5 separate regions of the Mus musculus genome follow, and regions 1, 2, 3 and 5 are each linked to region 4. Evidence: chromatin contacts called from public promoter capture Hi-C data. All regions are on one chromosome and are shown on one strand. The core of a region is the stretch at or near the end of the contact, and the rest is flanking DNA. Distances in the headings are between cores, read along the strand shown. Region 1 holds the start of Gatb (glutamyl-tRNA(Gln) amidotransferase, subunit B). Region 2 holds the start of Snapin (SNAP-associated protein). Region 3 holds the start of Slc39a1 (solute carrier family 39 (zinc transporter), member 1). Region 4 holds the start of Arhgef11 (Rho guanine nucleotide exchange factor (GEF) 11). Region 5 holds the start of Hax1 (HCLS1 associated X-1).

Region 1 (5,892 bases), core at 205-2,704, 2.0 Mb before region 4:
CCCTGTCGTTGCTGATGTAGAGCTTTGCCATTGACCCTGTCAGTCACTACGCCATCTTACCCCACCAAAACCCGCCTCCCTATGTTCCAAACTTATATAAGCAAGAGGCTGACTCCATAAAGTTGAGTTCCTGCTTCAACAAGACTCCCAACTCTGTGTGTTTCTTTTGGGCCGTTGACACTCGCCATCCTGCTCAGCCCTGGAGAGACCCCAGAGGGACAGGGACCTCTCTCCTCTGTCCTGGACCTGTCAGCAAGGAGCAGGTACAGAACCTCCAACTCTCGATCAGGTCCCTCAATCTCACCTTGCACATCTCCCAGAAACATATGTTTTACTTTACCCTTCACCACTACCCCAATCTGTTATTGCGTTTCTAAAGAACATACCCTCTCAACAGCCCCCATTTGTCAAATACATTCACTGCACTGTACTACTTCATATATTCTTGAGGCGCCTACTCTGTACTCTGGAAATACTATGGTAAATACCAGACAAGGATCCATTGAAATCAAAGATAGCTGTTAAGACTATGTTGACAATTAAAATCAGGCAATGAAAGTAAGAACTATTGTAGACTAAGTTTTCAAATAAAAAAAAAAATCACCTGGAATTTCAACAAGGGATATGAAAGGCTCTGCTTGGTTTTGCCTTCCTGAGGGTGGGACCTAGCATCTCTACATGGTAGGCAAATGCTGTACCACTGAGGGATATGCCCAGTCCAAGATGAGTTCTGAAGTCAAACAACAAAAGAAATCCATTGAGGTGATGTCTTTTTTTCTATCAAAGCTTTCTAACACAAGAAATTGTTTCAGATGTTGGCTAAGAAAAATAGTAAGTAAAAAGCACATAAAAGTTTAAAAATTTTTTTCGGACATGAAAACAATTTTTAAAACGTTTTTCTGTATGGTTCCTCTCCCTAAAATGTCAATTCTTTAAAATATAACATCCCCAAAGTCTTTCTTTCTAGCATATCAATGCTGCCTTATTATTGAACTAGGTATATATAGCAGGCATGCAAATAAGTATCAGTTGAAATAATGCACAAATTTGTGTGCGAGGTGTGCGAGCAAGACAGAAAAAATAAAAGCGTTGGAGGGTCCAGGAAGCCTTTGTGGTAATGTTAGGGTCATTTGTTTCAACTCACGGGCTTAAGCTGAGTATAAAATCCTTGGTGAGGCTTCCTTGCTTGGCGCTCCCTCAAAGAGCTGTCAAAGTACACACAAGCTCTACCGCCACAAAGCTCTCCAACTCCCCGCTAGGAGGAGTCACACAGGACCCACCAACCTTCCCACTTCTTTGGTTCCGCCCCTCCCTAACAAAGTTCCGGCAGCCTTTGAATTGGGTTGCTGGGAACAGTAGTCTTCCGGTCAAGAGCTACACGGGTTGTGGCGCATTGCCAGAACTACGCTTCCCAGGGAGCCTCGCGGCAGAGGGAGGGTGGGTCACCTGACCGGGACTTCGGCGACGCTATGGCGGCGCCCATGCTGCGCTTGGGTTTCCCTGGAAGACGCTGGGCTTTAACATGGCTAGATGGCGGTTCCCGCCACCGAAGTGGCTCTCAGACTGGGCCCACATCCAACTGGGCTAGGAGACAGAGTTCAGTGGCTCAGCCTTCCCTCCACACGGCTCAGAAGCCGAGGAAAGGGTATATCTTCTTCGTACTTTTGCCTGTCTCGTGGAAGTGCAGAACGAAGATAATGGCCCCGGCAGCCCAGCCTGAGGGTTTTAGTGTGCTGGAGGGTGGTCACCTGTGTTATGGGCAACTGAACCTAAATGAAAACACAAAACCAGGCCTGCCACCTTCAGCCTCACACTTAAAACTTCTGTCTTAAAGTAGGCATATTTGGACAACGTGCGAATGTAAAATAGCGTTTCCTCCAGTCGTCTTCTCAGACAGAAGACTGGAATACTTTGCCCTACTAACTCGTGTGGGGTCTGCGACACTAGACTCTGGCTCGTATGTAGCGGGCATTTGGCGTCACTACAGGCTAGCAATAATTTAAAGACAGAAAATAGCCGTTGTACAAAGCCCCAGATAGGAGAGGTCTTATTAGTCAGAAAGCACTAGCTATCTGTGGTTTTATTGTGGGCATATTTGTCTAGACCCCAGGAGGATGTTAGTCGACTGACGAAATCTTTCCCCGATTATATAAAGAATTGCTTATGTTGTACAGCAGTTAGTTGCTTCCGTGTACATGATTTAAAGCTTCTTTTAAAATACAGCAACAAGGCAATTTTTAAAAAAGTTTTGTTTTGTTGAGGTTGGCATTCTTTTTAGCATTTCAGTGAAGAAGAGAAGAAAAATGTCCAAAATCATCACCTTTCTATTCTCTTCATAAACTAGACTATTTTCTTTCCACGAAATGAAACTGCAGAAATACTTCGATTAGCAATTAGAACATGCAGAATTTCTGAATTTCTTAGTTTATTTCCTCTCTCTTGAAAGCTTTATTATCAAATTTTAGAAAGAAGGAATTAATCTTTTCTCATTCCTTCATCTGTTGAACTGCTTAAAACAAAACTGAATGCACATGAATTAAAATCTGACTAATATAGAAAATGTCTAGGGAGAAGTGAAGACTAGGAACATACATAGGAATAGAGAATTTAATTCCCCAAAGAGAGTGGAGTACTGGCTCACCAGAGTAGGGCTGTTCAGATAAGAGACAGTATATCACTGTAAGCATTTACAAAGATTTGCTAGCAGTGAAGTATGAACAAATGAAAAAAATTTAAGTTTAGATCTCAAGAACTGGATGGGACTTGGTGGATGAAAACAAAGTTTCCTCTAATGGTTTTCTGTTCTTTTTCACGGGTTTTAAGGAATACCATATTGTGGTAGTCTATGGTATCTGATCCTGCTTCTGTAGCTACAAGCTCTTAACAATGAACTCAAAATATGGGCGATAATTTATTCTTTAGCCATCATTTCTCTAGAACTAGAATCCTGGCATTTGTATTAAACCCAAATAATGATAAGATAAGCTTTTATTATTTACTGAGTCATTTACTTAGTGTTTATTAACTAATAAGGTACATTTAGTTTATTCACCAATAAAATGACACATTTTAAAATATAAGCATATAAAATTTTAATTTAAAACACAAGATTATAATTGGAAATATAGGTTTATAAGAATTTATATTTAGCGACAAATGTAACGTTTTAACCATTTTCCTTCCCTTTAGTGAACACAAATGGGCAGCTGTAGTAGGACTGGAAATTCATGCACAGATTTCCTCCAACTCTAAACTCTTCTCTGGAGCTCAAGTGTGCTTTGCAGCACCTCCAAATTCTCTGGTTTCTTATTTTGATGCATCTCTGCCTGGAACATTACCGGTAAGGTGTTTTATACTGTCTGTTTACATTAGAAAATGTTTATGTCATAGTGAATATAGATAAGGAACTACTTGCTTAGGGAATTTTGCATGATTAGGGAATTAAGCATGATGCATTAATTGTTTATAAAGACATGTCTCTATAATTCTGTTTCTAAATCTGAGTGTATTCATAGCATCGATTCACTCCTTTCACAAATGCTTTCAAATGCCTATCAAATACCAGATGCTGATAAGAACTGTCTAATGCAGACAAGCAAAGATCTTGCTTTAGGAGGAGTTTAAAGGTGGACAGAGCTGATGTCTTACAAACAATTAGAGTACAATATGATAATTCTTGCAAAAGCAGTGTGCAAAGAGTAATTTTGGAACCCAAAGGAGGGACATGTAATTGAGCAAGAGGAAGTATTGTGAGAAATTGTAGTGGTGTATCTAGTTAAGGAGGAATGTCTGGAATAAAAACGTGGTGTCCACACTGAGAAGTCAAGTAGGAGTTAGACTGATACATGGAGGAGTGGGGAGGACCCAAGAAAAGAACATGTAGTATGTGATTTTACAGTGTAAGAGCAATGTGATCTCAGTTATTGACATCTAAGAAGCAGTCAGTAATGGAGCGCTATAGTATAAAAGCGAGTTGGTTATCGATTTAGCTACTTATTTTCACTTGATCCTAAGAGGCAACTGAGCCAGCATCACCATCAGCAAGACTTTTAGTGTGGTCTTTTTAAGGAATGAGTTACATTTTGAAGAATAAGATGGAAGGAGCACTGTAAATATTTGAGCTAGAATGTGGCTCCCATTCTGTTCAGGAATCTTATATTGTTAAATGGGAATGGAGTTTCCATCTTCAGGAGCATGTGTAGACAGGGTTATGATGATGAGTATATCACAGACAGGGACTGTTAGGAGTGTGTTCTGTATTCTCAGATGTTTAAATACAAGCGAAGGCTGATCTACCCAGGCTGTTGTCAGTGCCTTGCATGTATCTACTTTAGTCAGAGCTTTGATTGGATTAAGGCAGATTCTCAGGCCTAGAACTCTTCTTATTTGGGCTTTTCATTGTGAGGGATCGCATCTATCTAAACCACATCCCTGGCCACTGCCTGTTTGCTATTGGGTCTCTCTACAGGAAGTCAACACCTTGCTGTACACATGCGGTGCCATCCTCTCGGGTTCTCTTTCTACTGTAAAGTGTCTACCTATGGAGAAGGAGTTCTTGTTTGCTGGAAAAGAGATATGTTTTCTTTAAAAACAGGTGTTCTTTTGGGTGAAGACTCAGATCTAGTAGATACAGTGTTTCCTTAGATGAGTGAAATACTACTCAGTTTATACAGCACTTCTACCTTTCTCCTTCTCTGCTGAGGACCTTTCTTCCTTATGTTTTAGTTGGCCATCAATATAGTCTAGATATCGGAGGGAGGGGATAGGGGACTTTTGTGATAGCATTTGAAATGTAAATGAAGAAAATACGTAATAAATTTTTTTTAAAGTCTAGATATAAGCTAGAGCCTTTTGAGTTTTTTTTTTTTTTTTTTTCCTCAGTTGGGAATGTGATACCTAGTGGGGTCTTAGGGTACATTTAGAAACATATTTTTGGATAAACAGATATAAGCAGTTATAAGCAGATAACAGATTCTTCACTTGTGCCTAAATAGAATACAGACAGTTCAAAATAACTAGCTGGTCAGCACATTTGGAAAGACGTGTTATGTTCCCTAGAAAGTTCCTGCTCTGTGGTCAGCAGGTCAGTTAAACAGTGAGTGCATTGAGAATGGGTGGACATTGGATTGAGAGGGCAGGAAAGGCTATGAGGATAGCTTTCCTAAGCAAGGGTTTGCTGTTCTTCATTAGAGCCAGCAGCACTCATGGCTCCAGTAGCTGTCATGACTGTTCTCTCAGCTTTGCTGAGCAGCCTGCCCTTCAGAAGTGTCCTTCTTCTTAAAGAACCTGTTTTAGTCTACAGCTGAGGAATATGAAAATCCTCACACCAAGACATTGCTTAAAGTATTTCATTCCTTTCTTGTTTGCCTGTCATTCAATTTAAAATGTTTTAGAACGTCTCTGAGGCCCATGGACACAGTATTGTGATATATTTACTCTGCATCTGGTGACTGTAACTAATGAAGAACTTGAGAGATGGTCTTTGAAGACTGGAGTAGAATAGTATGTTGTTGTGTGATCAGCCATGTCAAGTATGGTAATACATAACTGTTTCCTTCCTTCCCGCACCTTCTGCCTCTGCCTCCTGACACTCCTCATGGCTGCTTTCCTTTACCGACTCTAATGTCTGCTCCTCAGCCCTCACTTCTGCTTTACGTTGCTTCCTGCCTTTAAGTAGAGCTCCTCTCTCTTGTCTAGTTATCAGTTTACATTTTAATGTTTTATCTATTTCTACACAAACAATTCATCAACATATTAAAATATAGTACTTATTTATCCTGTTTCTCCCCCTCCCCCCAAAGTAAATCAATCACCAGGGGAAAGTATCTGCTCAGAAATGTTTGGTAAAGGGAGGAATGTATACATGAGGGCATATGCATGCCACGTACATAC
Region 2 (5,271 bases), core at 2,759-5,258, 2.9 Mb after region 4:
GCAGGACTGTTCTTGCCTGGGTCAGTGGGCATCACTGACCCGTGTGAGAGTGGCAACTTCAGGGTACACACAGTTATGACCCTAGAACAACAGGTATTAAGACAACCACGAAATGAGTGGGGTTCTGGCCAGAAGGCCAAGGACCAGGGGACCTGTTTCACACGGATGTTAGTCATGTATAGTCTATTTATTTTGGCTCATTTCCCTCTCCTTGTTCTTCAGGATATGGTCTGCTACACAGCTCAGACTCTGGTTCGAATTCTCTCCCATGGAGGCTTTAGGAAGATCCTTGGCCAGGAGGGGGATGCCAGCTGTAAGTTATCTCTGTGGTGTGGTTCAGGGGTTCTGAACTATAGAGAAGCCGTATCTAAAGGTGGTCTAATATTAATGAATATAGCTTATCTTGTTTACTGGGATATTTGTATGAAGTGGGTTTTATCCCTGTTTCTTCTAGATCTTGCTTCTGAAATATCTACCTGGGATGGAGTGATTGTGACACCCTCAGAAAAGGCTTATGAGAAGCCACCTGAGAAGAAGGAGGGGGAGGAAGAGGAGGAGAACACAGAAGAACCACCTCAAGGAGAAGAAGAAGAAAGCATGGAGACTCAGGAGTGACCTTCCCTTTACTGTTTCTCCCCAAGGGAAGAGAGGCTAAGCCAGCCACCATGGGGCTTTAGATGGCGGCATTTCTGTGGCATAGGGAGACAGCAGGAAGGGAAACAAACTGAAAAGAAAAAAACGCTACTGTTTCGATAGTGGCCAAGCAGCTAGAAGTCTCCCATTTGTGACTGCGTATGCCCTCTGTCCGTCTGTGAGGAAGCAGAATGCCACACATTCCCAATATTTAAACCTAACCACTCCCAACCAAGTACTTTGTGTTGAAATGCTGTAAACGGTCATTGAGTATCTGGGAATTTTTTTTTTTTTTTCTAAGAAAAATGATTAAAGTACTTCCTACTAGGGCTTTTGGTTTTATTTTTCTTCAATATGTAGCAACTACATTTGGCTTCTATAACCTCAGTAGAATTCAAGTTGAGTCTTTTATTATAAACATTGAGATTGCTGTTTTAAATTATATAAATTGAAAGTAATAGATTCCTAGGATACCATTGTGATGGCTAATTTCTTCAGCTTGGCCTAAAATAACCTGAAATTTCTGCAAAGGATTAACCCTAAATGTGGGGTGAAAGCATCTTATGAGCTCAGTGCATGGACAGAATAAAGGGATAAATGGCAGAGTCCAGCATTCCCTTCTCTTGGAAGCTTGATCACCTCACATTCTCATGTCTCAAAATAGGCCCCAAAATATGCATCAGTGTGACCATGTCCTGAACCCTTTGAAACCATAATAAAATAAATTTTTTTGTTAAAATAACCAGTACAAGCATTTATTTAATAATGTTGAGCAATACTTAATATTAACATAGTCAAGCCAGGGTGGCCAAGAGGATAAATTATTTACCTTGACTTTACCTAAGTCCTCAGTTGTAAACAAAGTGGAGTTACAGGTAAAGGAAACTGCCCAGCCCCAGTAATAGGAGTAACAGGATGGTTAACACTGGCTGGCTAAGCCTGGAAAGGATGGCGCTTAAATATGTAACTTTTAAATTTTATTTTATGAGGATGGTTGTTTTGCCTGCATATATATCTGCATCATATGTGTGTGTGTGCTGGGCCAAAAGGCCAGACAAGGGCATTGGGTTCCCCTGGAGCTGGAGTTAGAGGCTGCTGTGAGTCACCATGTGGGCGCTAAGCACTGGACGCCATCTGGAAGAATCACCAGTGTTCTTAACCATTGAGCCATCCCTCTAGCCCTTAAAATATGTAGTCTAAACAAAAAAAAAAATCGCAAAAGCTTAGGACTCTTAGCTGTCAAGGCTCTGCCTTGACCTTGGATCCTCGCTATCTGGCATGCTCTCCTTGGGTAGCAATGAAGGCAACAGTTGCGAAACTTGTTAATAGGAGTTAACCTAAACATTATAGAGTGTAAGATGATCCTGGAAAGGTTATTACCTTCTGAGAGGAACTGTGGTGAAGCAGAGGGGGAGAAATAGGAGTATACTTTCTCACTAAATCTGGTGTTTTCTCAATTTTCTACCACACGATGCCTAATTTACTTAGTATTCTTTGGGGGAAATATATAGAGGCTTGAGCCCGGCACTCTGACACATGCCTATTATAATCCCAGCATTCAGGAGGCTAAGGCAAGAGGACATGTTTGAGGCCAGCCGGGACTACATACTGAGATCTTGTCTCAAGATTAACAAAACCCAAAAGGTAGAGGCTCTTTCTTGGATGGACAAGCTGTGATGGAGGTTCTTTAGGAAATAGTCCTGCCGTACGCATGTTTCTTGAGGCGGCTACATGAATGAGTACATAGTGCAAAAAAAATCAAAGGTCTACAGAGACTTTCCTGGAATCTTCTCGTGTCTACCAGACAAAGCCGTTGGAGAATTGTACTTGTATACTCAGGTCACGGGCCCGTGCTTATTTGCTTGGAGAACCAGGAGGGTAAACTCCTGAATCCAGCATAGCTCTCCTGCGAGCTGTTTCCTTGGCCACGCTGTGGTTTAACCGCCTTAGTCGTTCCTGTAAGACAGGAAGATGGGGAATCTAATGACTGCTGTAAAAGGTTTTAACTGAGTCCCCTCTGCCCCTGTCCCCAGACTGTTTTTTCTCTGTGTAGCCCTGGAACTTGCTCTGTAGACCAGGATGGCCTCAAACTCAGAAATTTGCCTGCTTATATGTCCAGCTGGCTTTGGCTCTTTTCAAGCCAGCCCTTTACGTTAAAATGGACTTGTAAATGACAGCCACTAGAAGTTAAGAATTAGAAGTTAAGAATTGGCACTTGTCTAGTTTGAGGCCTAGTAATGGGGTGAGGGGAATATGGGCCTTTATTATCAGATTAGTTAACACCACTCTTTTCCCCCATAGTTGCTTCACAGTGTTGAAGACATAAAGCAGGATAAACAAGAAGAAATTTTTTTGAAAGAGGGTCATGCTATGTAGCCCTAGCTGATTTGATAGTCCAGGCTCTGCTCAAAGTTCAAGCCATCCTTCTTGCCTTAGCCTACCAAATGCTGAAACTACAGCATGTACCACCATGCACTGCTGGGATTATTATTATTATTACTATTTTATTATTTTACCTGTGCATTCTGTAAAATATTGTTGACCAAGACAACTCGTCGCCTGGCATTAAGCAGCTTCTTAACATAGGGGTCCAGATCCAGGGCCACTTTCTGATCCTCATTGATCCGGCACAGTTCTGGGAAGAGGAAATGGGCAACCAACATCTAATGGCTCATTTTTTGTTCTTAGGGAATGGAAGAGAGGAATGGGATGAAAAATACTCTTGCAGTCTTGTGTGGGCCACAGACACCTTCCCTTCTTCCATTCTGTCCTAAAATATCCCCAGAAATTGGAGTCCTTGGGTAGTTCTGATATTGAGAAGCAAGTGACAGAAACTTAGCCTAAAACCTGGGGAAACAAAGTTCCCGAAAGTGAGATCAGGGATTCTAGGTATCCTGGCTGCTCACTCACCTGTAGCTAGGTTGTCAATTTGTTCCCGGAGCTCTACTTGGCTTTCTCTGCAAAGTGGTACAAAAGTCTACAACGGTCAGTGACTGGGACGCGGGAAACGAATTCTACTTATTCCCCAAATACTGAGACAAGCCAACCTCAACTTCAAGGCCTCACCCAGGCCCTTCCGCCTATTTACCCAGTCTCAACATCAGTGTCTCAAGAATGTATCTAGTATTTCTTCGGGGCCCCGCCCCTACAAAGCCAGTTCCCTAGGCCCCGCCCCCAGCAACCCGGTCCTGCACCTGACCGCGTGCACGTGAGAGTCGAGCTGCTGCACCGCGGGTCGCAGGAACTCCAGGAGCCCCTCGGCAAAGAGGTCGCGGCCTGTGGGCCCCGCCACTGGGGTCCCGGCCCCTGACACAGCAGCGGAACCAGCCGCGGCCATCGCGAACTGCCCTGACGCCCTCAGCCTGCCGCGAGGGTCGCCGGGAACTCCAGACCGCCGCTGTGCACCGCGAGAGGGCGCTTAGATATACAGCCCAGACGGCAGTGGGATAGCTGGGAAATGGAGTCCTCAGTGAGCCCCGGCAAGCGGGCCGGGACCAGAGCCTCTTCTTCCATGGGCCTGTAGGGGGCGGATCTAGACTTCTGGAGATAGATTGCCCTGTAACTATGTAAACCAGGCTGATCTTTTCTTTCTTTCTTTCTTTCTTTCTTTCTTTCTTTCTTTCTTTCTTTCTTTCTTTCTTTCTTTCTTTCTTTCTTTCTTTCTTTCTTTCTTTTCTTTCTTCCTTCCTTCCTTCCTTCCTTCCTTTCTTTCTTTCCTTTCTCTCTCTCTTTCCTCCTCCTCCTCCTCTTCTACTTCTTCTTCCTCTTCTTCCTCTTCCTTCTTTCCTTTTTAAAAAAGATTTATCATATGTAAGTACATTGTAGCTGTCTTCAGACTCGCCAGAAGAGGGCATCAGATCTCATTACAGCTGGTTGTGAGCCACCATGTGGTTGTTGGGATTTGAAGGTTGCTGTGTTTTGAACTCAGGAGCAGTTAGTACTCCTAACCGCTGAGCCATCTAAGTGCTATTGTCCATAGCCTTCTCCATGGGAATTGATGAGAAAGCCATGTAATATTCATGTTAAGGGTTCTTTCTTTTCTCTCTCTTCCTCTCTCCCACTCCCTCTTTTTTTTTTTTTTTTTTTTTTTTTGCCCTCTCCCCATCTATCTCCCTCTCCCTCTTTCTTGCAGACAGGATTTCTTTGTGTGGCCCTGGCTGTCCTGGAACTCACTCTGGCTGCCCTTGAACTCCAGTGCTGGGATTAAAGGTGTATCCCACCACTGCCCTCGAGTTTTATTTCTAAAGATTTGCTATTTTTGTTAGAGAAAGTCCTGCCGTGTTACCAAGGCTAGCCTTGAGCTCACAAGCTCTGTTTTTTTTTTTCCATTTTTTATTAGGTATTTAGCTCATTTACATTTCCAATGCTATACCAAAAGTCCCCCATAGCCACCCACCCCCACTCCCCTACCCACCCACTCCCCCTTTTTGGCCCTGGCGTTCCCCTGTACTGGGGCATATAAAGTTTGTTTGTCCAATGGGCCTCTCTTTCCAGTGATGGCCGACTAGGCCATCTTTTGATACATATGCAGCTAGAGTCAAGAGCTCCGGGGTACTGGTTAGTTCATAATGTTGTTCCACCTATAGGGTTGCAGATCCCTTTAGCTCCTTGGCTACTTTCTCTAGCTCCTCCATTGGG
Region 3 (5,372 bases), core at 1,348-3,847, 2.6 Mb after region 4:
TATACAGAGAAACCCTGTTTGGGAGTACAGGGGGATAAAGAAAAAAAGTAAGAAAAAAAAAAAAAGGTGGCAGGTGGTGCAGGGAGGGGGGAGGATAAAGAAAAAAAGAAGAAAGAAAAAAAGAAAGAAAGGTGGTTAAATGCACTTCAAGAGGCCGAGGCTTCCAGACAGGCTGCTACATGCAGAGATGATTCAGTGGGAAATAAACCAGGCTTCTGTTCCTGCTAGGACTGGATGGAACTTCTGTCTTCATCTCACTTAACATCCCTCTTTTCCCTAAAGGATCAAGTTTTGCAGAGGAAAAAATAACTTCCTTAGTCAGATGAAGGTCAAGTTCAACAGATCTGTTTAACATGGAGACGAGAGTCAATAATGATGGATGCAGTTTACAGTTCAACGTCACTGAGATGATACTCTTCTGTTGGAGAATCTCCTACTCTCAAGAATTCTGCCCAACATTTTTTCTTTCTTTCTTTCTTTCTTTCTTTCTTTCTTTCTTTCTTTCTTTCTTTCTTTTTCTTTCTTTCTTTCTTTCTTTTTTGGTTTTTCGAGACAGGGTTTCTCTGTGTAGCCCTGGCTGTCCTGGAACTCACTCTGTAGACCAGGCTAGCCTCAAATTCAGAGCCTCTGCCTCCCAAATGCTGGGATTAAAGGCGTGTGCCACCACGCCCAGTTTACAGACTGATTTGATTGCTGAGAATCAAACTTGCATTCTCTGGAAGAACAGCAAACGCTCTCAAATGTTTAGCTGGTCTCTTTCCAGTCCCCTATTCAACTTTTAAAAGATTTGTTTTAAATTATGTGTACTTTTATGTGTGGGTATGTACACAGGCAGGAGGAAGCCATATTTATTTGGTCCCCATGGAACTAAAGTTAGAAGCAGTATGAGCTGCCTGACATGTGTGCTGGTCCTGGGACAAAGTGCTGCAAACAGCACTGTCTGCTCCTAATTGTTGAGCCAGAACTGGCCTCAAATTCATAAAGATCCTTGAACTCAGCAAATGTTAATTTATTTTTATTTGTGTGTGTTTGGTGCTACTGGACACATATTTGGAAGCCAGAGAATAACTTGTGGAAGTTGGATCTCTCTTTCTACCTCCTGGTGTGAGTTCTAAGACAAAAAGAAATAGATAAGCAGTGACCTGGTTACAGCTGCCGCTGAACGCCAGATCTGCCAACAGCAGGGACCAACGCTGAGCCCTAGATACTGCACCATTCCTTGAGGTGACCAGCCAGCAACCTGGTGGCAGGTTGACGACACTGGACACTTCCTCCATGGAAAGGACAATGTTTTGTTCTTATTGGAGAAAACACTGGATTTGCTTTTCCTGATTCTGCCAAAAACCACCATCCGTGGCTCCGGCCAATCCTGCTTCAGCCTCCCAAGTGCTGAGGTTACATGCCCATGTTTAGAAATCAAATAAGCCACAGGAGTCTAGGAAAAATCGTTTTTTGTTTTGTTTTTTAATTTTTTAAATTTATTTTTGGGCCCCCAATGGAAGAGCTAGATAAAGTACCCAAGGAGTTAAAGGGATCTGCAACCCTATAGGTAGAACAACATTATGAACTAACCAGTACCCCGGAGCTCTTGACTCTAGCTGCATATGTATCAAAAGATGGCCTAGTCGGCCATCACTGGAAAGAGAGGCCCATTGGACTTGCAAACTTTATATGCCCCAGTACAGGGGAACGCCAGGGCCAAAAAGTGGGAGTGGGTGGGTAGGGGAGTGGGTGGGAGGGTCTGGGGAACTTTTGGGATAGCATTGGAAATGTAAATGAGGAAAATACCTAATAAAAAGTTAAAAAAATTATTTTAAAAAATTAGGTATTTTCTTCATTTACATTTCCAATGCTATCCCAAAAGTCCCCCAGACCCCCCACCTTGTTTTGTTTTTTTAATCATAAGTTAATTTGTAGAAAGGATGGCTTTTATTTCATGCATCCATTCTTCCTACTTTTTTTTTTATAAAACTTTTTTTTTCCTTAGACAGGGTTTCTCTTTGTAGCTTTGGCTGTCCTCAAACACTGTCACTCTGTAGACTAAGCTGGCCTCAAGATCCACCTGCCTCTGCCTCCAGAGTGTTGGGAGTAAAGGTGTGAGCCACCACAGCCCTCTCATCGTCTTTTCTGTAGAGACTGGCTAGGCAAGCCAGGCAAGGAAATTTGTCCCAAAAAGGGAATGATTACCCTTTGGCCCAGTTAGGCACTAAAAGAGCCTGAGCTGTTAAGTGTCTGGGGCCAAGGCCAGACAGATACCCTGAGAAATGTAGGAAGAAATACTTGGAGTAAGGATAGAGAACCGGCCTTGCTCGCAGAGTTCCTAGCTCCCACTTCTATCAAACTCTTTCTGACTGGCTGGCCCCAGCGGCCTGCTAGTCCATGGCAGCTCAGGGGGCCCACCGCCCTCGGGTCTTCCCGCTAGTCCCCTCCCGGTTCTGGCTTCGTCTCAGCTCGCCGCCAGCCTAGCTTTCTCTAGTTTTCAGACTCTAATTGCTCGCAGCGCACGTCACTCTAGGCTAGGCTCCTCCCACTGAGCTCAGTCATTGGCAGCCTCGTGCGGGTACGCGGAGGCGGCGGGGGGGAGGGGAGAGGGGTGGGGAGGGGGTGGGAATTCCCGACGCGAGGCCGGAACCGAGCGACAGCAATGGAGTGAGACCCTCGGGAGGTGAGTGAGGCCTCGCTGGTCGCAGGGTCAAAGGCAGCTTCTGAGGCCTCCCAGGCTAGGAGCTGGGGTCTCCGTGTTAACATTTCCTCTGCTTCCTGCGACGCTGGCGGCCTCCGACCTGGTCTCCGAGACTTCCAGACGCCGCCCAGTGCGGGCAAAGCTCGTCCCAAGCCCCTCTTTGGCTATATGCCGAGACTACCTGTTATTTCCGGGAAATGGCCCTGGGGAGTGGGTAGTTAAGAGAGTCAGCCAGCCCCGAAGTTCCCCTGTTTCAAATCATCGGTGAAGCCATCCGGGACTTCTCTTCAGCTCCAACCTCCCTTTGCTACATGCACTTAGCAGACTGAGAGAGTGGTCTGCCTTCCTTAGGGAACCCCAGCTCCAGGTGCAGGTCCTACCTGGAGTCTGCACCTCATTTTCTGCGTGCTCCAGGTGAAAGAGTAATGTGAGATCTATATTGGCCTTCGCGTGCCTCAGTTTCCTCCTTGATGGTTCGCTGAACTTGGGGAGAGAAATTCGAAGGAGGAAATGCAATCCTGATGTTGGCGTGGATGAGTCACTTCAGCTGGGAAAGGCCAGAAAGTGGCTGGGCTGAGGGGAAGTGCATTCCGCTGACCAGCCTTCCCTTTTCCGTGACCCCTTCTTTCCTGTGACCATTCCCACCCATGCTAGTTTTCTCTGTATAGGTCCAAGAGTCACCGAGTTATCACAGCCACCATGGGGCCCTGGGGGGAGCCAGAGCTCCTGGTGTGGCGCCCAGAAGCAGTCGCATCGGAGCCCTCGGTGCCAGTAGGGCTGGAAGTGAAGCTGGGGGCCCTGGTGCTGCTGCTGCTGCTGACACTCATCTGCAGCCTGGTACCTGTCTGTGTGCTTCGAAGGTCAGGTGCTAACCATGAAGCTTCAGGTGAGTCTTTTCTGCTTCGGAGGTTGGGCGAGGTGACTGGGGTGGGGGGGGGGGCGGCGGGGGGGGGGAGCAGGAGTGGTCATGGCTTCTGTTGGGGTAGAAGGACTTTGAAGAGATTCATTTGGTTATATATAACCCCTTTTGTACTTCACTCTTGTTTAGCCTCGGGCCAGAAAGCCCTGAGCCTCGTCAGCTGCTTCGCAGGAGGAGTCTTTTTGGCTACATGTCTTCTGGACCTGCTGCCTGACTACCTGGCTGCCATAGATGAGGCCTTGGAGGCCCTGCATGTGACGGTAAGCATTGACTTCAACATGTGACCAAGAGTATATTATAGAACAGCTAATAGAAAACAGAGCTATAACCTGGGCGGTGGTGGCACACCACCTGTGAGTTGGAAGCCAGCAAGTTCCAGGACAACCAGGGCTACACAGAGAAACCCTGACTGGAAAAACCAAAAAAGAAAAAGACAAACATGGTTATATAGATCTCTTCAGGGGTCACCTCAGGGCTGCGGAAGGCCTTGGTATGTGAGTCTGTGAATTATGGATTTCAGCAACAGGATATTCTTACTGTGCATTCTTTCCCTGATACTAAACTCTGTGTGACCTCTCTATATTCCTTGATATAATGTGAGCAGCCTCATCAGGTGTGTGAACTACTCTGGGTTGCAATTCCCAGGAAGTTAACAATGTTCCAAGAATCACATTTCATACACTTATTTGCTTGTCCCTCCTTCATTCTCTGTCTCCTTCCCTCCTCTTTTTCTTTTTTTTTGGTTTTTCGAGACAGGGTTTCTCTGTGTAGCCCTGGCTGTCCTGGAACTCACTTTGTAGACCAGGCTGGCCTCGAACTCAGAAATCCGCCTGCCTCTGCCTCCCGAGTGCTGGGATTAAAGGCGTGAGCCACCACGCCCGGCTTCTCCTTTTCTTTTTTGAGACAGGTTCTCACTGTGTAGGCCTGGCACTTGTTTTGTAGACCTGCCTCAACTTTGCAGTGATCTTCTTGCCTCTGCCTCCCAGATGCTGAATTACAGGGTTGTGCTACCTCACCCCACATTCTCTTTCTTATTTTTCTTTCTAAATTTTATTTATTTATTTATTTTTGGTTTTTTGAGACAGGGTTTCTCTGTGTAGCCCTGGCTGTCCTGGAACTCACTCTGTAGACAAGGCTGGCCTCAAACTCAGAAATCTGCCTGCCTCTGCCTCTCAAGTGCTGGGATTAAAGGCGTGAGCCACCACTGCCCAGCCCTCCTTGTTTTTCTTATTTGCACATATTATACATAGTAATGGGCTTTATTATTACATTTTCATACACACATAAAGTATTCTAACTATATTCACTCCTATTAGATTTCTTGTTTCCCTCCCACTGATCATCCTCTTCTGATCTCTCTTTTGAGTGTGAGTGGGGTGTGTGTGTGTGTGTGTGTGTGTGTGTGTGTGTGTGTGTGTGAGACGAGTGCTTGACTCCATGAGTTTAATTAGGGTCACTTACATGAACACGAGCGAGGGCGCCTTTTTTCCAGTAGGGTCTATCTACGTAATGTAGACTGCGCTAAGCTCTTGGTTCTCCCTCTTCAATTTCCTGGGTTACAGGTATTCACCAGCGAGCTGGAGACAGATCACTGCAGATCTGGCAGCATAGGAAGCAATTCCCCGGGGCCAGATGTTCTCAAGAAAGTGGGATGTGGGGTTCAAGGCAAGGAAGTCTGATACAGAGTTGGAAGCAGTGCAGTCCCAGCACTTGCAAGGCTGGGGCAGAATGATCACAAGGAGTTGGAGGCCAGCTTGAACTATGAAGTGT
Region 4 (5,884 bases), core at 1,923-4,422:
AGAAATCCACCTGCCTCTGCCTCCCAAGTGCCGGGATTAAAGGCGTGCACCACCACGCCTGGCTAAGCATGTGTTTGTACATACATTTGTGGTTTTTGTTCCTCGATTTCTTTATCATATGATGTAACATCAATGAAGAGAGTATCAGTGTTTATAATATTTAAGTTTGAGATACTAAAAGAGATAATGCCATCTATTCTAAAATTTGCAATGCGTTTGTGTATGGAGTATAGTTATATCATGTTAGGTATAATTATGGTTTAAATATATAATGCATTTGTAATTAATTGTATGTAGGATAGTTTTTATCATGTTAGATGTAATTATGACCTAGTTATTGTTTTCATTTAGAAATTAAGCCTGACTTAAGGAGATAAGATTGTGTGTCAAGTTGACAAGGAGTGAACTTGTGATGGCTATTCTTGGTTGTCGACTTGACTACACCTGGAATTAACTAAAACCCAGGTGGCCTGGTACATCTATGAAGGACCTTCCTCCTCTTCCTTTTTCTTTCTTTCTTTCTTTCTTTCTTTCTTTCTTTCTTTCTTTCTTTCTTTCTTTCTCTCTTTCTTTCTTCCTTCCTTCCTTCCTTCCTTCTTTCCTTCCTTCCTTCCTTTCCTCCTCCTCCTCCTCCTTCTTCTTTCTTCTTTCTTCTTTCTTCTCCTCCTCCTTCTCCTTTTTCTCCTTCTTCTTCTCTTCCTCCTCCTCTTCTTCTTCCTCCTCCTTTTCTTTCTTTGTTTTTGTTGTTTTGTGTTTTTGAGACAGGGTTTCTCTGTGTAGCTCTGATTGTCCTGGTACCTGTTTCACAGAGATCCACCTGCCTCTGCCTCCTGAGCACTAAGATTAAAGAAGCATCCTACCACGCCTGGCCTGAGATATATATATATTTTTTCTTAATAAAGTCATTTGAAGTAGGAAGACCCACTTTTAATCTGGATCTTTTGAAGTTGAAAGATCCACCTTTAATCTGGGTCATATCTTCTAGTAGCAGCCTATATAAAGGACATGGAAGAAGGAAGCTTTCTCTCTCTGCCTGCTTGATCTTACTCTTGCTGGTAAATCCATTTCTCCACTGGCATTAGAGCTTACTTCTTCAGGATTCTGGTATATAGTGAAGACCATCTGAGACATCCCGCCTTGTGGACTGAATGGCTACTGGATTCTTATTTTGGCCCTCCATTGGTAAGACAGCTACTGTTGGACCACAACCAGTAAACCAGTCTAATAAATCCCATATGTGACTGCTCAGAGATTGTGGGCAGCCTGAGATACTTAGTGAAAACACTATCTCAAAACAAAGATACAAGCATCTGGAGATAAGGCTTAGTAAAAACATGCATGGCAAGTACAAGTTCAACCCTACTGTGTGACAGACATTTCCTGAGAAGATGTAACCAAGTATCTACCCACTCCAGAAAGGGACTAAGAGCAGAACACAGTATAGAGACCACCACAGTCCAATTTGGGGAACCAATGAGTCTTATTAGGGCTGCTTACAGAAACGTGGGTAGGGTCTTTCTTATAGGAACAGAAATGACTTAAAGACAGTAGCATCCCCAAAGAGCATCCCACCAAAGCTGGAAACCTGGAGCACACTGCACACTCTACAGCAGCTCACCATACTGTAGTGTTCTCTCTAGGTAGGTAGCTCAGTTGTTCTGAGCCTCTTCCAGGCTGCTTAGCTGGTCTTAAAGTTGGATTGTCTGAGGATGATTCTAAATCGTTCTTATTGATTACATATGCTTGGGGAGGGAGGGGTCTAGTGAATCTAGTCAGTTTCAGGAACCTTCTGAAGCTGTTTTGAGTTTGTACTTCCTGTCTGAAGGAGCTTCTCCACGGGATAGCATGTTTTACCTCTCCTTCGAACATTTTGCCTAAAAAATATGTTTCGCTTCCCTTTTCATATCCTATGTCTTATAGGATTTCTCTCCAAGAGAGAAGGTTCTGAGTGGAAACTGCTACCCAGCAACCCCCTAGAACACACATAAAGAGGCTGAGTTTGGGTGGCTGTGAACTTGCTCTCACAATGCTGAGAAGGGTAAGAGGGTGGCACTTACTCACCAGCCATTCTTGGCCTACTCAGCAAGCTGGGGCTGTGGAGAGAGACCAGGCTCCAGAGAAGGGGTGAGGTTGTTTGGCATTTGAGGAAGAATGCCACCCACACTTGTCCTCTGGGCTCCACAAGCACACCTGTGGAAGAGCGCAGCAATTGTTAAGGTTCAGATGGCAAGCACTCAGAAATTTCAAGAAGTTGTTTCAAGAGTCACAGTGCTGCTCCCCACGGTTATAGAAACAATATCAACTCCAATAGCTCTAGTGGTAGAGGTCAGTAGTCCACCGTCCTCATCCATGCGGAGATGGGTTTTTGCTGGTGCCTCTGCCTTTAGGGGTTTGTACTCCTAGAAGTAACCCCAATAAATCCACTGGCTGTTGAGAACAGGCTTCAGTAAAACTGTTGGTGCACTATCTAATGTTAACAGATGTCTGGTCTCACCAGGAAGTCACATATTACACACACACACACACAAAATAACAAAGTGTATTCATCAACCTGTACTGGAAAAGTCTCCTTTTTACTTCAATCTTTACTTCTGACTTCCGACAGTTACTTGAAGAGATTTAGAAACCGTGATTTCACGAAGGGGGTGTGTGTCATCGAAATAACATTGCCCTGCAAAGGCTTTTGCATTGAAATTAAAAGGCAGAGCCATACAAGATACCCAAGCTAAATCGAGTACAGCCGCGAGGGGAGAGACGGTGGGTGCTCAGAGGGGCGAGGGCACAGCTAAGAGGGTTCCTGGTAACTTGGAAAGGAGCGCGACAAATGAGTGAAAACGGGCAGAGGAGGACGGGACCGCAGCGAGAGCGCAGACAGAGGCGCGGCCAGCGGACACTGCGGAAACAAAGGTCGAGTCTCTGGGACAGCAGCACCGGGAGCAGCTAGGCCGCAGCGCGCGGACCGGGGGCGCGCGGGGCTGTGAAAGGGCGGGCGGCGCCAAGGAGGAGCCAGCGGCCGGCCCGGGCGAGCGGAGTCCGCCGTGGCGGGGCTGTGGCGAGGCGGGGCGAGGCGGGGCGGTGGCGGGGCGGGGCGGAGCGGGGGTGGGGCGGAGCCGGCCGGCGGCAGCGGGCTTGGCCTTAGCGAGCGAGCGCGCGCGGGGGCGGGGCCGGAAGCGCAGCGGCCGCGACGCGGACGCCGGGAGCGGCCGAGCGGGGAGGCTGTGGCTGGCGGGCGGGTGGGCACGGAGGCCGAGGCCGCGGCCCGGGCTCTCCGCGCCGCTGTGGAGGGCGCCCTGGCCCTAACCGAGCCGCAACAATACTAGGAGCGGGTCGCCGGACACGATCGGCGGGCGAGGGGGAAGCGGGACTACCGCTCCAGAGCGCTGCGGCGAGAGAGACTTTCGGAGCCTGGACGTGCTGGAGCACACAGAGCTGACTGAGGAAATTGTCTGAGAAAAAGGCCGATCTGAGGCTGGGTTAGGTGGAGGAACCTGCAAGTCGAAAGGGAAAAGAAGGTTTAAGATTTCCTGGGGGTTTGGCCAATGCTACCGTTTTGAAGGTAGAAAGCATTGCGCTTCAGGTGTTTTGTGATTGTTGTGTGTGTGTCTGCACAATTGGTTCATTTCAGAATTCAAAAACCTTTACTGTAGAAGAAGATGGTTGTTTTGTTTTGATTTTTAAAAGAAATCCGCAAATTTTGCTTCCCAGGGCTGCACTGGACCGTGTTGTGTACATACTGCTGTGTGGTTTTATTTATTTTAACTGTGCAAATCGTCTGGAAGATTTTTCTCCCAAGTGCCATTTCGGATTTGTTCAGCCTTTTTGTTTTGTTTTGTTTTGTTTTTGTTTTTCCTTCCCTGGAATAATTCTGCTGTTGGCATTTTAAGCATTTGGAAACCAGAGATTTTTTTTTTCAACCTTTGGAGCTTAAGGCTTCCCTGTCAACAGAAGGACAGCTGGGGAAACTGGATTGAAAGGATGGCTTTTATCTGTCTGCAACTAAGACTGATATTTTGAAGTCAGATTCTTTCTGTGGTTCAGTTTTTAGCCCGTAGGGCTAACCTTGAAGAGATTTGTGGTTAACAGTTTGGTTTCTAAGAAGGTCATAGTTTTTCCTCTCTTTTTTTCTTTTCATTTTCTTTTTTAAGACGAGGGAGGGGAAGGTTAAGGGTGAAGGAAGGAGGAGACCATGTTAACCGATAGAAGCAGAATAGCACTGCAGTTACCAGGGTCCTGACAGCTGGAAGAAACAAGGATTCAGTCTTCAACTTGGGAGGCCTTCCTCTCACCTTCCTTCAAAATTGCAAGGGACTCAGGCCTGATCAAGACGCCCAAAGAAACTACAGGATTCCAGAACTGTGGAGACACGGAGAAACCATGAGCATACGGTTGCCCCATAGTATAGACAGGTATGTTTAAATAATTGAGGATTTTTTTTTTCCAACACTTATTAAAATGACTGGGGGGGAAGTGTTGTGTTTGCCTGGCTGGGCTGTGGGATAGATAGGCTGTGGTCTATGAGGACTGTCAGTGTGTCAGTATATATGTTTCTGTACCCTCGGTGTGTGTTCATGTTCAAAATGTACCCCATAGTTGTGTGTCCTTTCTAACCAGTAAGCAGTGAGGCTGAGAGGAGGGGGTGATGCTTGCTGTGGCTTTTACCTTACACCAGGTATAAGGCTCACTCTGAGTCCCCCAGCTTGCTAGCCTAGGGATCAGGTTGGACCAAACCTGCTCATGTGAACCCACAGGGCTGAGTGGGGACTAGCTTTAGCTATCTGGGGAGGGTCGGGGGACGGCTGACAGGGCTGGGAGCCTCCATGAGGCTGATAGTTATGGAATGGTGGGGCACAGTGGTAGGTAGGGTGGTTCCCATTTAAAATGAGGAAGATGCTGTTGCCTGAAATGTTGGGACAGTGTCACCAGTGTCACCAGTGGTTGATAGAGCTCGGAAATGTTTAGGCCACATTAGGATTTCTTCTTCCAGTTGAGAGTTTAAATTGAGACCTACCAACAGGCTGATTGATGCTCCAGGTTTAATCTTCCAAGCTGTTCTCAATAAGCTTGACTCTGCAAAACAGGCCTTCCCTTTGCTTGAAGCCGGAAGGAGTTGTTTTGGCTCCTAGGCCCTTGAAATCAGCTGGAAGCACATGATGCCCCTTCCCCCATGAGCTGGGTCTGGCTTTGCAGTACAACTTTGGTAGGTGTCTGCCTGGCCATCCCTTCCCCTTTCCCTCTTCAACCCTTCCTCCTTAAAAGTCCTCTATGGAGGTGTGTTTTGTGGATATTCTATACGTCCTAACTGGATAGATAGGTAGGTGGTTGGAAACTAACAGTCCAATGGAAACTAGTATTTGTGAGGTAGGAAGGAATATCTGGAAGTCTACCTATCTATCTATCTATCTATCTATCTATCTATCTATCTATCTATCTATCTATCTATCTATCTATCTGTAAGTCAGCAGTTGCTCTCTCTGGGTCAGTTAACCTTTGGCTATACATGCTAATAGTAATTTCCTTTTGACTGTGGAGTGCGGCCTAAAACATAATGTCTCCCAAATACCACCTCTGTGTTGTCTCAGGGTCCCAGTTAGATCTGTTTAGTAGTGGGGGTTGGGGGCGGGGAAGGAACTGCCTTGCAGTCGGGAAGAGCGGGCAACCACGGAGGCAATGTGGCTAGCTGGCATCTCCCTTCCCTTTTCCATTGTGGTCTTCTGAAATTTGGCCCTGGGAAAGGATAACTGAAGCTGTCAGAGTAAGAAGGTGAAGGGTTTGCATGTCTGCCCTTCTCTCCCTCTTCTTAGACCTGGGGGATTAGTATACTCAAATTAAGATTTGAGGTGATGAATAATTTCTGTTAGTTCAGGGGTGTGAGCAGATGGGAACC
Region 5 (5,669 bases), core at 1,442-3,941, 2.4 Mb after region 4:
TGATCTTGGTCACAGAGATACTTTTGAAATACGATTTGGGCTGGGGTTGAAGAAGTGGACCCAGACCTTCCTGGGAAACCTGGGAGTCAAGATCTGGAAGGGCAGAGAGATGACAAGCCAGGAGAGAGTGGAGGGCAGGTAATTAGATACGTTTTTCAGGAAGAACCTTCTGAGAGAACTTCAGGAGAATGGTATGGTAAATGTGCCTCCTTCTAGACTTACCTTTGTCCTCTTTGGCTCTAGAATGGGGACTCACAGGCCATGTATCATCCAACTGTAGAAGAAGCCACACACAATCAGTGAAAAAACACCTTCCAATCTTTTTTTTTTTTTTCCAGACAGGGTTTCTCTGTATAGCTCTGGCTGTCCTGGAACTCACTTTGTAGACCAGGCTGGCCTTGAACTCAGAAATCCACCTGCCTTTGCCTCCCGAGTGCTGGGATTAAAAGCGTGTGCCACCACGCCCGGCTAAGAACGAATCTTAAAAGTGCAGGAAAGAATTTCAGGAATTCTTTTTCGTAGAAGTCCATATAAAACTAAGGAAGAAGGTATGTGAATATAAGCTGCCCAAATGGAAGTATTTCTGGGGTTTTGGAACAAGGGAGGAATATGGGTTCTCTGACCTTCAAGTTTAAGATTGGAAGGTGTCAAACCGGGCATGGTGGTGCACGCCTTTAATCCCAGCACTCCGGAGGCAGAGGCAGGCAGATTTCTGAGTTCGAGGCCAGCCTGGTCTACAGAGTGAGTTCCAGGACAGCCAGGGCTACACAGAGAAACCCTGTCTTGAAACAAACAAACAAACAAAAAACAAAACAAAACACCAACAAACAGCAACAAAATCCTAACTAACAAACTCAGAGGCAGGAGATCCCTGAGTTTGAGGCCAGCATGGTCTATATAGCAAGTTCCAGGTCAGCCAATACTACAGAGACTCCGTCTCAAAATACATAAACAAACAAATCAAATCAAATAAGAGAGGGGAGGGGACACTCTTGTAGAGGACCATAGTTTATAGTTCCCAGCAAGAGCATGGTGGCTCATAACCATACATAATTTGAGTTCCAGGGGATTCAATATCCTTTTTGACCTCTGTGGGCACAGGTACATGTGGTACAGAGACATTCAAGCAGGCAAAACACTCATACATATAAAAGAAAATAAATCTTAGATGAGGTGTGGTGGCACACATTTAATCCAGAGGCAGGCAGATATCTAAATCTATACAGTGAAGTAAGTTTCAAAACGAAAATCCCAATAATGAAGAAAATCTGGATAAATGAACTAATTAAAGGGGCTAAAATTGCAACTCAACTCTAAGAGATCCCACCAAGGGCTTACAGTTCAGGTGCAGAGAGTACTCACCCTATGAAAAGGTCCCTGCGACCCCCAATCTGGAGCTGGTTTTGGGGATTCAGGTTTTGCATGACTCTCCAAGACCCCCTCAAAGATCCTGGGTTGGTGACTATCTGGGTACTTAAGCATTGAGTCTCGTAGTGTCTGCCCCTCCCGCAGTCTCTCACCAGGTGTTTCTGACTCAGGACCTGGAAGTTCTGTAGAAAGTTGGTAGGTGATTCTGGGATAGGAAAGGCCTTAAACATTTTAAGTCTTTTAAAAATCAATTTCTGTAGACTATCCCAACTACTCTGCAAGTTCTGTTATTCATCACTAACCCACTAGAAACCCATAGGGTCTCCCTCAGGGAAATTCACACACCAGGAGAGTGGGAAGGCAAGGTCCAGGCCCCCATCTCGCTGAAGATGCTATTAAAATCTCGTACTAGATCATCAAAGCCAAAGTTGCCGTGGAATCGCATCCCTCCCCTGGGGCTGAAGCTGAAACCGAATTCCTCTGGAGGCTGAGAACCATCAAACGCATAGCTCTCTCGACCCCACGCGCCTCTGTCTTCCTCCGCTTCGTCATCATCATCATCATCGTCGTCATCATCTCGAGTCATCCCTCCAAAAAAAGGATCTCTGTGGCTGAGAGTGAAGGCAAATAAGCCACGAAGACTTCAACACTGTCTAAGCCATAAAAATCAACACAAGGGCAGCAAACTGGGCCAAAGAGGGGTCTGGGCAGCTGAAAACACAGGAGATCTGGTTTCAGAACAACGTTGATGGATCTATTAGGGTTTTGTATTGTTTCTAAACAGAGCCTCTCCGCACCTCCCAACAGCTGCCAGACGACCCATGGTTTTTCTTCAGGGTCATCCAGCCTACTACTAATCGCCCAATTACTTGCTCATGGTCCTCTTCCCCAGACCCCCATTGTTTTCTCCGCCCAGGTCCCTGTTGCATCACCCAGGTCTGGAGAAAGCTGCCGTTTCTGTCCTCTTAACCACTGCTTTGATTACTGTGGCGGGGTGAGTACTCAAGAATGCGATCTTTGACCTCTCAGCAGGAGTTGAAGGGGGCGGGAAAGGAAGCTTTCCAAAAATATGATGAAGGGGTCAAGTGTCCACCAAAACACCCCTCCCGTATATCCAGCCCAGAACTATTCTCACCTCCGAGGTCCAGGAAAGCCGAAAAAGCCTCGGAAAAGATCAAAGACGCTCATTCCAGTAGGGGCACTAGAAACTTTGAAGCTCTGCAGCCCATGGGCAACACGAGACCACGACCAGCTTACGCTACCCTGTCGGATATAGCCAGGGCTCAGCGTTCGCTGCCGGAAAGCAACCCTACGGTGCGGCGTTGTCGTAAAAGTCGTAAGCCGGAGGAAGAGGCGGGGCTGACCGTGCTCCTCAGACACGAAGCTTCTATACGCTACCTTTCAGTTTTGAGTGAGGGTGGACGTGCGAAATTCCCAGTTCAAGATCACGTCCCTTCTAGGAGATTCTTTCTCCTGCTGATCTGCCAGGCCCCCGAGGGGGGTTTCCGTTTCTCTCTGGAGGGTCCCAGGTAGCCGCCAGAGGGAGTGGCCTGTTCAGAGGCCTGCTTCACCCCAGGATCAGAAAACACCCCCCACCTTGTGTTTTGTTTTAGACTGATGTCGGTGACGTCTAATACTAGGCTAGGCGAAGTTACCTAGTTCCTTAAACCGCGATTTCCCTACTGCTGAATAAAGATGCTAGGAATCTCTTCAGCTAGTAGGGAGTTTTTAAGCTTGTTTTTTTCGATACAGGGTTTCTGTGTGGTGTTCAGACTGTCCTGGAACTGATTGTAGACCAAAGGGGCTTACAAACCCGCCTGCCTAATGCCTCCCAGATGCTGGGATTTAAGGCGGTTACCACCACACGCTGCTTTTAAAAAACTAAACAGATGGCCAACTAACAAGGTAAGATTTGTAGACTAGGCAGGAACGAGAAGCTACTTGTGTCTTGGGAAAACCATGCCGTAATGAAATTTGATGGTGTTTTAATCCACTCGGGAGGTATAAGGCCAGCCTGCTCCTCACTGAGTTTCAGGCAAGTCGGCTACAGAGTGAGACTCTGACTCAAAATAAACAGACCTCCCTCACCTCCTCAGCACAGAGGATATTTGCAGTTTTGGAAGGCTGAAACAGGATCTCGAGTCCCTGGCAATATGGCTCTTACAAAGAAAAATGAAACTTCTCTTTCACGTAATTGAAGTCCAAAAACCTTTTACTGCACCATGCCCCCACCCCAGGTCTTGCTCTAAGATCATCCATTCTTTTCCCAAAATGTAGGCATTTCAAAGCCACATAAAATAGGCAAGGCAGGGTGTAGTGCTGACAACCTTTAACCTTAGCACTCAAGAGGTAGAAGCAGGCAGATCTCTGAATGTGAGACCAACCTGGTCTCCACACCAAGCTCCAGGCCAGTCAGGGTTACATAGTGAGACTGTCTCAAAAACATAACTCAGAGAACAAGAACTACTATACTCCTCCAAAGAGAAAAAGACCCCAAGATTGAGTTCTGCCGGCCAGCAGCTAATGCTGGCTTGAGACTTCAGAATCCTTTAAAACCATGCTTAGATTCCCACAAGGTCCTTTGCCTTCTAAATGTCCTTAGCTCCTTCCCCTTTCACTTCCTGAAACGTGCTGTAGATGAGGCAGTTTCTAGAAGAAATGAAGATTTGCAGTAGTTCTTTCCAGTCACAGAATGTATAAGGAAATCCCCTTAAGGGCAAAATATTAGCACATTAAGGTGAGAGATCTTAAAGGGCAAAGATTTCACTTTATTCCACAGCCTTCGAGCCTGCTAGAAGAGGCCCCAGTTGGTACGGTAATACTTATTCACCAAGCTGGTCATCGACGAGAGTGAGGATATCCTAGACGGAGCAAGAATGGGCAGAGGCTGAAGGTAGAGGTTTGTTTTTTTTTTCTCCTTTTTTTATATATATATGTATATATATATATATACAAGACACATTAATCCATTAAATTTGAAGACACAGTACAAAAAAAAACACTTCAACTAATCCATCTGACAATGCTGTTCATATTTATGACGCCATTTTGTGTGTGTGTGTGTGTGTGTGTGTGTGTGTGTGTGTGTGTCTGTATGTGTGTGTGTGGTTTGGTTTTCCTAATAATAAAGGAGGAGACTTAGGGCTGTTGGGCTGATATATATTTGGGGGGGGGGTCACCTTCCCACCTCACCCATACACCACCAGGGTGAACAGGAAGAAGTGAAGGAAAGGCAGGGCCCACAGCAAAGTTTCATAATCTTGAATGCAAAGAGAAAGGAGGAAGAGGAGGGGAGGAGAAGAAAATACAAATCCTATAATACATACAACAGGGTGGGATGGTATAGGGATGGGACAGACATGAAGCTGAGGTGTGGGATGGGCCGCTGGGGGTGTGGAGCAGCGGAATCGCCCCACATTCTTTTCTCTCTTTGATGCTGTTTCCATAGTTTCCAGGCTGAGAAGCCCTCTCAGAAGATGGGACAGGAGAAGAGGGTCAGGGCCTCAGTTGGCCCCCCAGCTGTAGCTGTTGTAGGCAGACTTGTTGGTCTGGGGCTTCTGCGGGATGGAGCTGGTCTGGCTACGTTGCCCGCTGCCCGTCTGCAGGGGAATGGGAAGGTTATGGGGGAGGAAAAAGGTGTCTAGTTAGTGGGACCAATCTGTAACATCTTCAAGTGGAAATGTGCAAATAGTCATGCTCTCTCATTTTTTTTTTTTACTTAGAACCTACTATGAAGCTTACTTTTCAAGCACAGAAAATTTGGTCTACATAGCCTCTTTTACAAGGTGACTTTTTTTTTTTAAACCTTAAAGTAGAAGAAAATGAAAAATGGACAAGAAAACTTTGGAGATAAAATGGTGAGTTGGTTCTATTCTTGTTCAGTTGACTTCCCCACTACCCACTGCCCTTGTCTAAAAAACAAACAAAGCAACTATGAGAATTCTGACCTTTTCAAAGTGAGTGATGACAAGGTGATTACATTCTCACTCATCTCTGTGAATGCTGAAACGTAGAAAGCTATCTTTGAGAGCAAAAAAGCCCTATTTTAGTTGCCCAGCCACCTACATTGGGAATCTTAAGAGGTCTCTTTTACCACCCTTCAGATTCTCCCACCACCACACATTAATTAATGTGAAACCAATTCAAAGCCACAAAGACCTGAGGCATCAGGCTCCAGATGCTGCCCCAAGAATCTTTTCAATTCTAGTAACCAAGTGCTTTCCAGAGTTGAGGAGGGTAGAAAGATAAAGAGGGTGTTGAGGGGGGTAAGGAAGAGAGAGGATGGGGAGGCCAGAGAGCTT

The links. Promoter capture Hi-C pulls out the DNA fragments that hold promoters and counts their contacts.
Region 1: a promoter capture Hi-C map of liver shows a contact between it and region 4, with 4 times the contacts expected there. The contact joins the promoter of Gatb here to the promoter of Arhgef11 in region 4. A contact is called at or near these places in 3 of 39 promoter capture datasets (liver and pre-B cells) and 1 of 9 other capture datasets (liver).
Region 2: a contact with region 4 is called in a promoter capture Hi-C map of pre-B cells, with 2.6 times the contacts expected there. The contact joins the promoter of Snapin here to the promoter of Arhgef11 in region 4. A contact is called at or near these places in 2 of 39 promoter capture datasets (liver and pre-B cells).
Region 3: a promoter capture Hi-C map of liver shows a contact between it and region 4, with 5 times the contacts expected there. The contact joins the promoter of Slc39a1 here to the promoter of Arhgef11 in region 4. A contact is called at or near these places in 3 of 39 promoter capture datasets (cranial neural crest, hippocampal neurons and liver).
Region 5: a contact with region 4 is called in a promoter capture Hi-C map of liver, with 2.8 times the contacts expected there. The contact joins the promoter of Hax1 here to the promoter of Arhgef11 in region 4. A contact is called at or near these places in 2 of 39 promoter capture datasets (liver and pre-B cells).

Annotation. Positions count from the first base shown.
Region 1 is chr3:85,572,675-85,578,566 of GRCm38.p6, forward strand. It overlaps Gatb (glutamyl-tRNA(Gln) amidotransferase, subunit B), which reads left to right and starts at 1,455. Exons shown (of 13, transcript NM_144896.4): 1 at 1,455-1,645; 2 at 3,190-3,340. The coding sequence starts at 1,470. It overlaps Gm46809 (a long non-coding RNA gene), which reads left to right and starts at 3,347. Exons shown (of 2, transcript XR_001783869.2): 1 at 3,347-5,892. It also overlaps Gm3740.
Region 2 is chr3:90,487,005-90,492,275 of GRCm38.p6, forward strand. Snapin (SNAP-associated protein) reads right to left here and starts at 4,009. Exons shown (of 4, transcript NM_133854.3): 1 at 3,828-4,009; 2 at 3,544-3,590; 3 at 3,150-3,268; 4 at 1,022-2,589. The coding sequence starts at 3,970. The coding sequence ends at 2,488. Ilf2 (interleukin enhancer binding factor 2) reads left to right here. Exons shown (of 14, transcript NM_026374.3): 12 at 1-93; 13 at 223-313; 14 at 455-1,375. The coding sequence ends at 615.
Region 3 is chr3:90,245,595-90,250,966 of GRCm38.p6, forward strand. It overlaps Slc39a1 (solute carrier family 39 (zinc transporter), member 1), which reads left to right and starts at 2,598. Exons shown (of 4, transcript NM_013901.2): 1 at 2,598-2,665; 2 at 3,352-3,569; 3 at 3,732-3,862. The coding sequence starts at 3,383.
Region 4 is chr3:87,614,387-87,620,270 of GRCm38.p6, forward strand. Arhgef11 (Rho guanine nucleotide exchange factor (GEF) 11) reads left to right here and starts at 3,173. Exons shown (of 40, transcript NM_001003912.2): 1 at 3,173-4,406. The coding sequence starts at 4,375.
Region 5 is chr3:89,996,025-90,001,693 of GRCm38.p6, forward strand. It overlaps Hax1 (HCLS1 associated X-1), which reads right to left and starts at 2,692. Exons shown (of 7, transcript NM_011826.4): 1 at 2,504-2,692; 2 at 1,714-1,979; 3 at 1,363-1,550; 4 at 223-274; 5 at 1-93. The coding sequence starts at 2,556. It overlaps Gm19710 (predicted gene, 19710), which reads left to right and starts at 2,736. Exons shown (of 4, transcript NR_045749.1): 1 at 2,736-2,897; 2 at 3,121-3,273; 3 at 4,148-4,261; 4 at 5,091-5,301. It overlaps Ubap2l (ubiquitin-associated protein 2-like), which reads right to left. Exons shown (of 28, transcript NM_001165984.1): 28 at 4,264-4,967. The coding sequence ends at 4,872.